2 separate regions of the Mus musculus genome follow, and region 1 is linked to region 2. A link is a contact called in public Hi-C data. All regions are on one chromosome and are shown on one strand. The core of a region is the stretch at or near the end of the contact, and the rest is flanking DNA. Distances in the headings are between cores, read along the strand shown.

Region 1 (5,330 bases), core at 2,753-5,252, 2.3 Mb after region 2:
CCTCAATGGAGGAAAGATTTGTTTTAATTCATACCTCAGAGGCCTCAGACCATGGCTAGTTGGCTCTGCTGTTTCTGGGCTGTGAGAAGCAGAAGCCAAAGCTGCCATTTCCCCTCGGCCATGAAGCAGAGCTAGAGAGATAAAGAAGGGATTTTGAAGATATACTTCCTCTGACCAGACCTCACTTCCTGTTCCGCTATGAACAGTATCCCTTGATGAGGTTAGCATCCTCATGATCTCACCATCTTCAATAGCATCACCAGTGAGGGGATACATGAGCCTTTAAGGCACATTTCAATCTAATCCATAACATATGAATTTCCCCAGTTTTATTTTGCTTACAATAAAGCACAGATTTTGTTACTTCCTTATGGCCAGTAATTATAATATGCCATTTTAATCCTAGCAGATTGCATTTATTCCATTTAATAAATGTCGTGGAGCTACTAATTATGAAGAGCCAATGCATATAAATGATTTGAAATAAAATGCTTAAACATTGGGTCCAATATTGTGGTAGCTTTTAAACATGCCCTCTACGCCGATTTGTTGAAAGTCATTGTGGCTGCAATAGAGTATGATTGAAGTGACCCTCTCCCCACTTCCTGGTCCACAGTTTAAGGAATGTGAGGCGTTCTCTTGTCTCTTGAAACGTTCTGACTTATGTCCATTCAGTATGCTGGGAGAAGCCAAGCCGATACATAGCATGTTCTGTGCAGTTGGTGCGGCAGACAGCCCCAGTGACTCAGCCAACTTCCAGCATCCATTGCCAGACAGACTCTGAGCAACTTTGTTAAATATTGAAAACGAGCTGTAGTGATCCCAGTCACTGTAGTAGTCCTGTTGATGCTGAAAGGAGGAGAGGCAAGCTGTTCATAGTGAGGTCTGACAAAACTTTTGATTCGTAAGCAAAATAAATTATTGTTCTTACACTAAAAGGCTACACTTAGAATGTGTTATGTAGAAATCAATATGTGGAACAAACATCACCCCACTGACTGCTGTGATAGAAGTGACCAGTCAATTAATTAGCAAAAACTTATGATGTATCATTATTTATAACGTACTGAATTTGGAAAGGCTTTTTGTCAGTGTCTCCTAAGTGGAGATTGAGAGAAGGTCCAGAGATTTCTAAATACAAGAAAAGTGGTAAAAGTTGTTTGTTTAAGGATGTGGGAGGCATGGGACATCTGGACTGCTGTCATAGTTCAGAAAAAAACTAGAGTATATGAAGTGAAGGGGCAAGCAAGTCCAATGCATTAAGGATGTAATGGTAGTACTAAGGTTAAATATTCCTCCCTTAGAGCGCCTCCCATTCTTAAACATTCTTTCTCACTTTTTCTTAAGAATTCTACATTTGCTCTATTTTAAAAAATGAATTGACTTTGAAGGGAGGAGACTCTCTGCACACCCATAATCGGACAATAACTTAAGGACTCTCTTCCTGATATGTATCCTATATTATTTCTAACATATAGATACCTCAAAGGTATAAGGAGTTAATAAATATTTATTGACTCATTGGCTGATTGAGAAATCATATAAGAGTTTTGAAGGAATGATATCATATTTATATGTTAGAAAAATCAGTATGTAATATAAAGTAGTTAACAGATAGGTTGAGTGTATTAATTAGTTTGGGTTATTATAATAACAGAAAAATTTCCAGAAGCTACTCCATTTTACACACAGATATCTTTGTTTATAATATAGAACAGTTTTAAAAATCAATTTAATTAAAGGGATATGACATTTCAAAATTAACTGTGGAATTTATTAAACATATTATAGAAACATTTTAATGTGAAATCAAGTCTCTAAAATGTCTTTTAAGAAACTGTTATTAAAAATAAAATGAGTAATTTCAGTATTTTAGGTAATATGGCAAGTTAACCCCAAAATACAAAGCCATGCCACCTTTTATATTTGCCTTTTCTTGTACATATAACATTTCTTATTTTTAAAACCTCTATTTCATAGCATATTACATAATAAAGATCCCCAATAGCAAAGTCATTCTTCTATGTCAGAATACATGGTTAATGTTATCCATACTAATATATGTTATTTCTGATTTTCACATATTGATGATTCAAATTTGAAAAGTAGTGTTTTGCTAGGTAACAACCTAACAATTTGATTTTATTACTGGATTAGAAGCATGCCCAAATATATTTTCATAACCATCTGGCTCTGAGTCAGGGCAATTATGATAAGGTACTTAAGGCACTGGCCCATCATTTTAAATGGATAAGTTGACACTTAATTCTGTCAGCGCAGTAATCAAGAGAAAAGTCTATTGAGAGACGATGCTCTGCTTCCCATACCAATAGTGGGAAGATTTTATACTTCTCATAATGACACAAAAGCACTTCAAAAATCTTAAGAAAATGGTGGCGTTAATGTCTGACATTTGTCACATTTTTATATTTTAACTCCACCCCTTTGAAAGAAAAATTATGCTCATTAAGTTACTCAGAAAATATTTTCGTTCAGGTTGTTTAAAATTGTAGAATTTTTTCACATATATTTGAAGGCTTTTTTTTTTTTCTTTTTCAGTGCCAAGGTCAGAACCCAGAGCCTCTCACATTCTAAACAAGTACCCCATCACTGAGGCTCATCCTCAGTCAGTCTTTAAAGCCTTTTAAACTCTTATCCACTCAGATGTCTATGTAAATACACATCTATGCTCTTACTTTCAATGGCCAAATAAGTACAATTATAACTATTGATTCCACTTGAGTGCTTACTATATGCTAGACACTATTACAGGGGATTTGCTTCTAGTAATTTATTTCATCTTCAATGGTTTGTCATTTCCGTTTCTTATTTATGAGGAAACAGACAGAGGAGTTTGTCCAATCTCTTTAATGTCGGACAGTTTAGCGGTCATCAAAACTTTGATATTGTAAACAACGCTGCCATTAATATCTTGGTTCATGTTTTAAAAGACTGTAAGATTTAAAATTCAGAATAACTGGAACCAGAGGCACATTTCCAAAAGCTGGCTATATACTTCCCATCCTTTCTCTTAAGAATGCTGTAATTTATACCCCATCAGGCAACTTTGTTTCCCATCCCTTGGATTCTTTTAGTTTTAAATGACTGAAAACGTTAACCGATGCTTTAGTTTGCTCCTCTTCCTCCAAAATTCGACTTTAACTGTTTAGTAAGCAAGCTGTTTGTACTGTTATACAAATCTTGTTGACATGTTTATAAGCTTCCCTTTTTGTAAGGGTCCCTATTTGGGCACTTTTTACCGAATCTCAGTGCATGTGCAAGACCGACTTGCTAACTTTACGTAATATTTCCAAGAGATGATTCTTTAGATTTCACATGATTTAGAGGACAATGTGTGTGTGTGTGTTGGGAGCTGGGGAGGGGGCGTGCGTTACATACATATGTACAAATTAGATCACCAAATCAACATTTTAAGTTGCCAAGAGTCCTCATCAATGTCTGGCTCCATTTTTCATGTGTGTGTGTGTGTTTTTTTTTTTTTTTCAATTTCTGCCGTTGGGTGTGCGTGCTTATCTCAGGCTGAGAAGGTCTAATCTTCTCAGGGACTCAGTGACTGCACGTTTAGTCAGTCGGAGCCCACACCCAGGAAGGCTCCCTCTGATCTCAGGCTGGGGAATGAGCCAGCGTTACCTCAGCCTCTCGAGAGGCTGTGCGCCTCGACACTCCCTCCAAGGGATTCAGGCCAGCTCCACCAGCTCACATGACTCCAATCCCAGCAACTTCCATGAACCCTCGACGAGCGCGCTCAACATTTTCCTCGGGTAACCCAAAGGACTGCCTGACTTTCTAGAGGGATTGCAACATCACAACAACCCATCGAATAAACCCAAGGAGTTAAAAATTAAGGGTTTGGCTGGACCCAAACTGAACCCTCTCCCTCTCCCAGTCTCTTATTCACTCTAGAGGCTCTTAGTCGGCCTCGGTGCGCCTGAAGGACCTCGTCCTCCCGAGACGCCCGGGGACATGGAAAAGCCGAGAACCTAGCCGCTAACCCCACGGGCACGCGGGAACTCAGCAGAGGAAGAGACAGCGGCGGCTCATCGCGTGGGCCTCGGCGGAGGCGGCGGGCTCTGGCCAGACCCGGAGCGGGCAGTGTTCAGGCAGCGCTCAAGTCGCCTACATTCCCGACACGCCCCGCGCGGGGGCCTGTTCCGCTTCTCGGCTGTTGCCGCCGCCGCCGCCTCTGTTGCTGGGGTGGGTGAGAGGAGGGGCTGAGAGGGACCCTGCACTGGCAGGCAGGCGCCCTTGCTGTGTTTGTACCTGAGGGGCCTCCTTTCTCCGTCACCCCTAGAGTGCCGCGGGGTCGAGGGGCAGTCCCCGGGGACACCTCGGCACGCAGCGGACATGCCTCTCTTTGCCACCAACCCCTTCGACCAGGATGTTGGTAAGTGTTTTCACCGCCCCCCGTGGGTGCCCCCCGAGACTGCGAGCCCGCGCCGACTCCCGTCCCACTGCGTTCGTTCATTCTGGATTCCCGAGGCCGAGCCCACGTTCTTCTCTCCCGGGGCCCCTTCGTTCAGAGTTGGGAGAGGGTTGAGCGCTTGGCGCATCCTCTTTGGAAGAAATGGGACTTAGAACCTCTCTAATGGGCCTTGGTAAGGGACTTGGGGAGGGGGAGCTTTGAAGGAATCGCTTAAGGGATTCGGGGTAAAGGGTTGCCTCGGGAGGAACAGACGACGAAGCCATCTGCCGCTGGGGCATGGCTTCTGGGAGAAGAGCGAAGGACAGACGTATCTTGGCTTAAGCAGATTGATTATATGCTCTATCGCCAAAGTATTTGCCTGGCCCAATGGAACTGGCAGAATGTTTTAGGTAAGGTTACTTAAAGGGTTTTTTAAATAGCCCTATAACGGTCCCTGGAGGAGAGAGGTCTGGTTACGTACTGGTAGGTTGAAATGTTGGAAGAGATGGAGATGGATTACTTGGCAACAACTGAAAACGCAGACATGAGCCTTTGGGATGCCTTTTTCAGGCTGGGCCTCTGCCTTTGGGGAAGTGTGGAAGAGGATTTTGATTCTAGGATGGGGTCTGAAATGCTAAATTTTTTGTTGTCTGAATCATTGGTATTAGGTACCAAGCATACCAATTTAACAGGTTAGCTATCTATTTTTCAGACCTGATTTGAATTTCTTGAAAGAATTTTGGGATGTTTTTGAATGCATTACATTGAACTACACTGGCAGCATAGTGTGGAATGAAAGCGAACCAATACCATCCAGTCCCACAGGCTGAATTTAAGCATAACTGTAGTAAAAGAATGTAAGGATAACTTGTGAGAGTTACTTTATGAATTTTGTTTATTAGAGGTG
Region 2 (5,471 bases), core at 281-2,780:
TCAGCCTGGGGGAACAGAGAAATATAAGATGGGCGTGTGTGTGTGTGTGTGTGTGTGTGTATGCGACAGTAACACATTTGAAATTAGAATTCAAATACTTTTATGTATTCATAAACCAGGAAACATGTTAAAGGACTGATCCCTTGATCCCTCAACGACATCTAAGTACCAAAGATCCATGAAACACAGCAAAAGTCAGATCGAATATCCCAATTCCATTGACAGTTAGTTACAAGGGAATTGAAGGCCTCCAAAGACCTTCACTGAAGAAATGGGCAGCTCAACCAGACAGAGAGAGAAGTACTAGCCCTACTCATAAACTTAAAGCATAAATACCCACCGCTCTCCAGAAAAATCACCAGGGCTATGGAGGCAGATTCACCAAAAATATCTAGTTTCCCAAAGGAAAACACAGAGCAAAGGAAATTCATAGAGCAGAGGAGAGGCAGAATCTAATTTAGAATACCAATTAAATAACCAATTTCATCTTTTTATAAACCAGGATTCTCGGTTTTGTTTAAAGGACCAGAAACTTAAGAGAGATAAGGCAAGACCACGTGAAATCATTTGTAAGGAAGGAGTAGGCAGCCCAGACTAGCCTCGAACCTCGAACTCAAGGTCCTCTTGCTTCAGTCTCCCAAACGTTGAGATTTAAAACCATGCAAAGTAGCAAAAAGTTTGAAACTATCAGATGCCTCAACTTTCCAATACGTGGCAAAAATCACTAACTTCATTTGGCCTTGACGTCCTTCCTCGTCTCTAAAACCTGAATGCTACCTATGGGCTGTTTATGGAATAGACAATGTCAGGCGCTTAGTGAACCAGAATGTACTGCCAAATGCAAAGAAATTGTTTTAAACCTGGCAGGAGCGACTTCCATTTTACTTCCCAAACGGAAACACCATTAGGTTAAATGTCTAGTTCCTCGAAAGGAAGCCAACAAAGCGGGCTCGGGTCTCAAAGAACCCTCCAAAAGCCCCCCAGGCCTTCTCGCGTCCCCTTAACCACCATCACCTGTTCAGGTGAGGGGGTGGGAGACTACCAAGGCGAACACCAACGTCAGGAGCTGCATACAATGACTCGCCCAAGGTCAAAAACATTACAGTGGAGACAAGCCAGGCTTGCCAGCGGCAGAGGATCTGTCTTCTCAGGTGCTGCCCCTTCCGGAGCCTCAGGGAGCGGCCAAGGGATGCGGGTCTGCAGAGAGCATCCGACCTCCTTCTGCAGGCCCACTCCTGACCACCGCGGGCGCGGCCAGCTCCTACGCCCACCCTCAGCTAGGGCCCCACCCCCGAGGCCAAGACCCCTGCGCGGGAGACCCCACAATAGGAAGTTTTCCCGGCTCGCACCCCACGCCAAGTCCACGGTCTCACGCACTATGGCGGCCCGGCCCAGGACCCCGGCGGCGACACCACCCAGGCGATGCCGCCGGACATTCAGCCTTTCCCCGACCAGCAAGCCCCTCCTTCGGCCCAGACAGCGAGCACAGACGACTGCAGACTTCCTCCGCGAGCTCCGCCTCTTCGCTGCCAAGACGCACCCTCCCACCGGAGACGACGGACAGGCCCGTGAACCAATCGAAGCACTCCGAACTGGAAGGGTCACGCGGACGGACAGACTCTGGAACCAATCCGTACGCGAAGCGGGAGGGGGCGTGGCTCAGTGTCTTGAGAGCCACGCCCCGTCTGTGCTTTCGCCACCGCGGAGGAGGCGAAGGAAACTTTCCCAGAGTTCCTTAGAGCTCCCTGGGTCCCCGCGGGGGCCCAGGAGACAGCAGCGGGCGGGGAGGGGGCTGGGGTCGGCTGCGGATTGGGTGAGGATCGGGCGGAGCACAAGGACACCGTTCCAGCTCTGAGAGGCCCCAGAAACCCTTGCTGTTGTGAGCCTGGTCAGCCGAAGGATGCGGCTGTCAGTCCGGCAGACATCCTCAGGCCAGGGGTGGGCCAGCTAGGTTCCAGGGTGGTGGGCAGCGTGCTCTCGACTGCCTGTGCAGCTACCACCGGAGCAGCCCAGCAAACATTCCCAGAAGCTGTCCGGTGGAGAGCAGACCACATCTGGGATGCGAGGCCAGAAGTCCCGCGTGCAGGACTTCGCGGTACACTGGCACCCTCCATTCTGATAGGTCTTCCGTTCCCAGTTCACTCGGGTGCAAGGGACAGCTCCAGGATGTCAGGTGCACACAGCCTTACCCCAAGCCCTGGGAGCCCGAGGCCCCACCCTGACGAGTACGCGTGTGTGATGCGCGGTAACCAGAATGACCTACGAGTGTGCATGTTGTCGCCTGAGGGGACACCATTCTACATTTGGAGACTGTGACTTCCAAACCAGGGCAAGAAGCATTAAAGACGCTAGCGGAGAGAATCTGGCTGGGGGCGGGCAGGGGGCGGTGCCGAGAGTCGGGGAAAAGGGTCACGTGGAGGAAGCGGAAGCGGAAGCGCCAGCCTTCTCTCACCTCCCAACCTATCATAGCACAGATCTGCTCTAAGACTGAACCTGGGTCTTCCTCCTACTTTTGTCCATCCTGGTCCAGGGCGATGGCTCTGCCTGGGGATCCGCGGCGCCTCTGCAGGCTGGTGCAAGAGGGCCGACTGCGTGACCTTCAGGAGGAACTGGCGGTAGCTAGAGGTTGCCGGGGGCCAGCCGGAGACACCCTTCTCCACTGTGCAGCACGCCACGGACGCCAGGATATCCTAGCGTACCTAGTGGAGGCTTGGAGTATGGACATCGAGGCTACCAACCGAGACTACAAGCGGCCTCTGCACGAAGCTGCCTCTATGGGCCACCGGGACTGCGTGCGCTACCTCCTGGGCCGAGGTGCAGTCGTGGACTCCTTGAAGAAGGCGGACTGGTAGGTGCCCAACCCACGGTCCAGAAAAGCTATATCGACACTCCCTGAAGAATCGCAGATTTTCATGTATTTTTCAGTGTGTTCGTTAGATTTATAACTTTTCTCAGCTTCTAATCTTCTCCCCGACCTCCCTTTCGTGTGGGTTTGGTTCTTTAGTTAGGGCAATCGTTTCCCGTCGAAAGAGTATGGAAATGTAATCAAGTGGAGTGAAACGGTTGAATTGTACTACTCGTGTGCCCAAGATGCGTTTTTCTGGAGACATCTTGCTAAAATTCCTGTTCACGATTACATAGTTTAATTTGCATGGCCACAGTGGATAAGTAGAGTTGATGAAATTCAGTTCGCCATGCACCGAATATTGAGTTCTTAGGCAGTTTTGTCACCTCTAGCCTTACAGAGCCACCAGCAGGGATGTTGGTGATACTCTCCCACCACTGAAAACAATTTCATTTCTTCCTAGATTGGCATCTTTTTTAGTTTCATGTCTAATTCCTAAGACCCTGTGAACTTCTTTAGGCTCATAACTTAATGAAATGCCCGCCTTCAAGTTATTTCAAGCTCTGTCAAAACATAGGGGCTGGAAAATATATCAGTTTCCCCTTGTTATTTCTCCACGGTCCTCAAAGAAGTCAGAGGCTGACAGTCTAAGGTGTTTTCCTGCCACGCCCCCCACCAGACTCCTCTAGGTTTTCCATCTGTACCAAAGACATAGGTAATGTGAAGGTTTGGCTTCTTCCAAGTGCCTCAGCTCCCTTCCATCTTGGTTGACCTTAGGACTCCTCTGATGATGGCGTGCACAAGGAAGAACCTTGATGTGATCCAGGACCTTGTAGAACACGGTGCCAATCCACTCCTGAAGAACAAGGATGGCTGGAACAGTTTCCACATTGCCAGTAGAGAAGGCCACCCTGTGATCCTCCGGTACTTGCTCACTGTCTGCCCTGATGCTTGGAAAACAGAGAGCAACATTAGAAGAACCCCTTTACACACTGCAGGTACCCCCTGCAAGCTCTGGAGTCTGTAGTGGCTTTGTGCAAGCACTGTCTACACTTTGTAGTTCAAGTTCCCTGCAGGGGAATGGAGGATTTGGGAAAGCAGAAGACAAGGCATCAGAGCATCTGTGCTCTCTTGGCGAACTATAAGTTTCTGAAGTGGCAGAACCTTTGGCTGATACATCATTGTGTTAGTCCACTTTTCCTGTGTGTCTATCTTGCCTGCCATTCCTGGTTCGTTAGACGATAAGCTTGTCTGTTCCTTCTAATGTCTGTGACCCTGGGTGAAGAACTTGGTCTGTATTTGAGCAAATATCCTTTGTAGCTTTTCATGATGGTAATGATTCCATGCTGTAGAGCCCTAGAGAAGAGCAAAACTAGAGTGGACTGTGTGGATAATAGTCTCAGGAGTCTAATAAAACAAGAAAGTTAAGAAGTAAGCCAGGCAGCATGGAAGCTGAGGCGGCAGTGCAATGCTGGGAGACCCTGCCTCATATTCCCTAATACCCACCTCCCAAAGAGAGACATCTGGGAACTAATTCTTAGTCTACGAGGCAGTTCATGGAGTCAGGGTCCTGAGCTCTTACTTTCTCTAGGCCAATGCCAGAGATATGATACAGTCTAGACGGCAAGCAGCTGGTGGTTCTCCAGCCACCGCTGTCCCTTCGGGATCAAGAAATTCTTTTTGAAACTTTTTGAATGATTAGGAAAAGATCCACATGGTTCATAAATTACTTGGCCAACTCTCCCATCACCCCACCTCCCACCCCCAAAGATTCCCTTGGAGAACCAGTCAGCAACCTGTCTGTCACTCACCAAAATACATGGAAGACAGAATCTTTCCTGTTGAGTGTAGGTGTCTTCAATAGGAGGAGTAACTTTCTGGATAATTTTATAGGTTCCTATTGAATAGATTACAGTCAAAATGTTTTTGCAGGTTTCTGGCGAGAGAGACCACGCTGCCCTTTGAACTGTATAGTGCTAAAGTGCAGAGATAAGTTTAAAATGAAAAGTTTGCCATGAAACTGCTCATAAAGATGAAATATCAGATGTGTAAAGTGGAAACATCATTCTTTACCATGTATTTAGTTGACTTTTCCCTTGCTGGGACAGTAATTTTTACCTACTCTAGGTGTTTGACCAGGGCAGATGTGGCTGAAGAGATGGCTCAACAGTTAAAAGCACTTACCACTCTTGCAGAGGACCTGAGTTCAGTTCCCCACACTCAATGGTAGCTGGCAACCGCCTCTAACTCTAGATCCCAAGTTTCAAGGGACCCATCACTCTCTTCTGACCTTAGTGGGTATAACCTCTACCCACACATACAAACGTGGTCCACATGCAAACGTGTAGGCAGAATAGTTACATACAGAAAATAGGATTAAAAAAACCTTTTAAAATAATGAGCAGAGTAAGTAAGAGGAGTAAGAGTTGTGCTTGTTTTAAACTATTTATTTGTTTATAGTACAGGATAAAACCCAAGGTTTTGCAAGCACTCATGTTTAGACAATGAGCTGCTTCCTCTGCCAAAGTTTCAATTATGCACTAAAATGTTGCGACTGTCTCCATTCTCTCCCCCCAGCAATGCACGGCTGTTTGGAAGCAGTCCAGGTGCTTCTTGAAAGGTAAGC

The links. Hi-C and Micro-C count contacts between places; a contact is called where the count stands out from the background.
Region 1: a contact with region 2 is called in a Hi-C map of uterus, with 6 times the contacts expected there. The contact joins the promoter of Stamos here to the promoter of Fbh1 in region 2. A contact is called at or near these places in 4 of 39 promoter capture datasets (hippocampal neurons, liver and pre-B cells), 2 of 484 Hi-C or Micro-C datasets (brain and uterus), 1 of 115 datasets of contacts at active chromatin or transcription factors (astrocytes) and 1 of 9 other capture datasets (adipose tissue).

The regions. Positions count from the first base shown.
Region 1 is chr2:14,069,932-14,075,261 of GRCm38.p6, forward strand. Stamos (signal transducing adaptor molecule (SH3 domain and ITAM motif) 1, opposite strand) reads right to left here and starts at 4,003. Exons shown (of 2, transcript NR_038162.1): 1 at 3,652-4,003; 2 at 402-849. It overlaps Stam (signal transducing adaptor molecule (SH3 domain and ITAM motif) 1), which reads left to right and starts at 4,169. Exons shown (of 14, transcript NM_011484.3): 1 at 4,169-4,405. The coding sequence starts at 4,366.
Region 2 is chr2:11,776,055-11,781,525 of GRCm38.p6, forward strand. Fbh1 (F-box DNA helicase 1) reads right to left here and starts at 1,531. Exons shown (of 21, transcript NM_015792.2): 1 at 1,378-1,531. The coding sequence starts at 1,378. It overlaps Ankrd16 (ankyrin repeat domain 16), which reads left to right and starts at 1,699. Exons shown (of 7, transcript NM_177268.4): 1 at 1,699-2,848; 2 at 3,623-3,843; 3 at 5,423-5,465. The coding sequence starts at 2,535.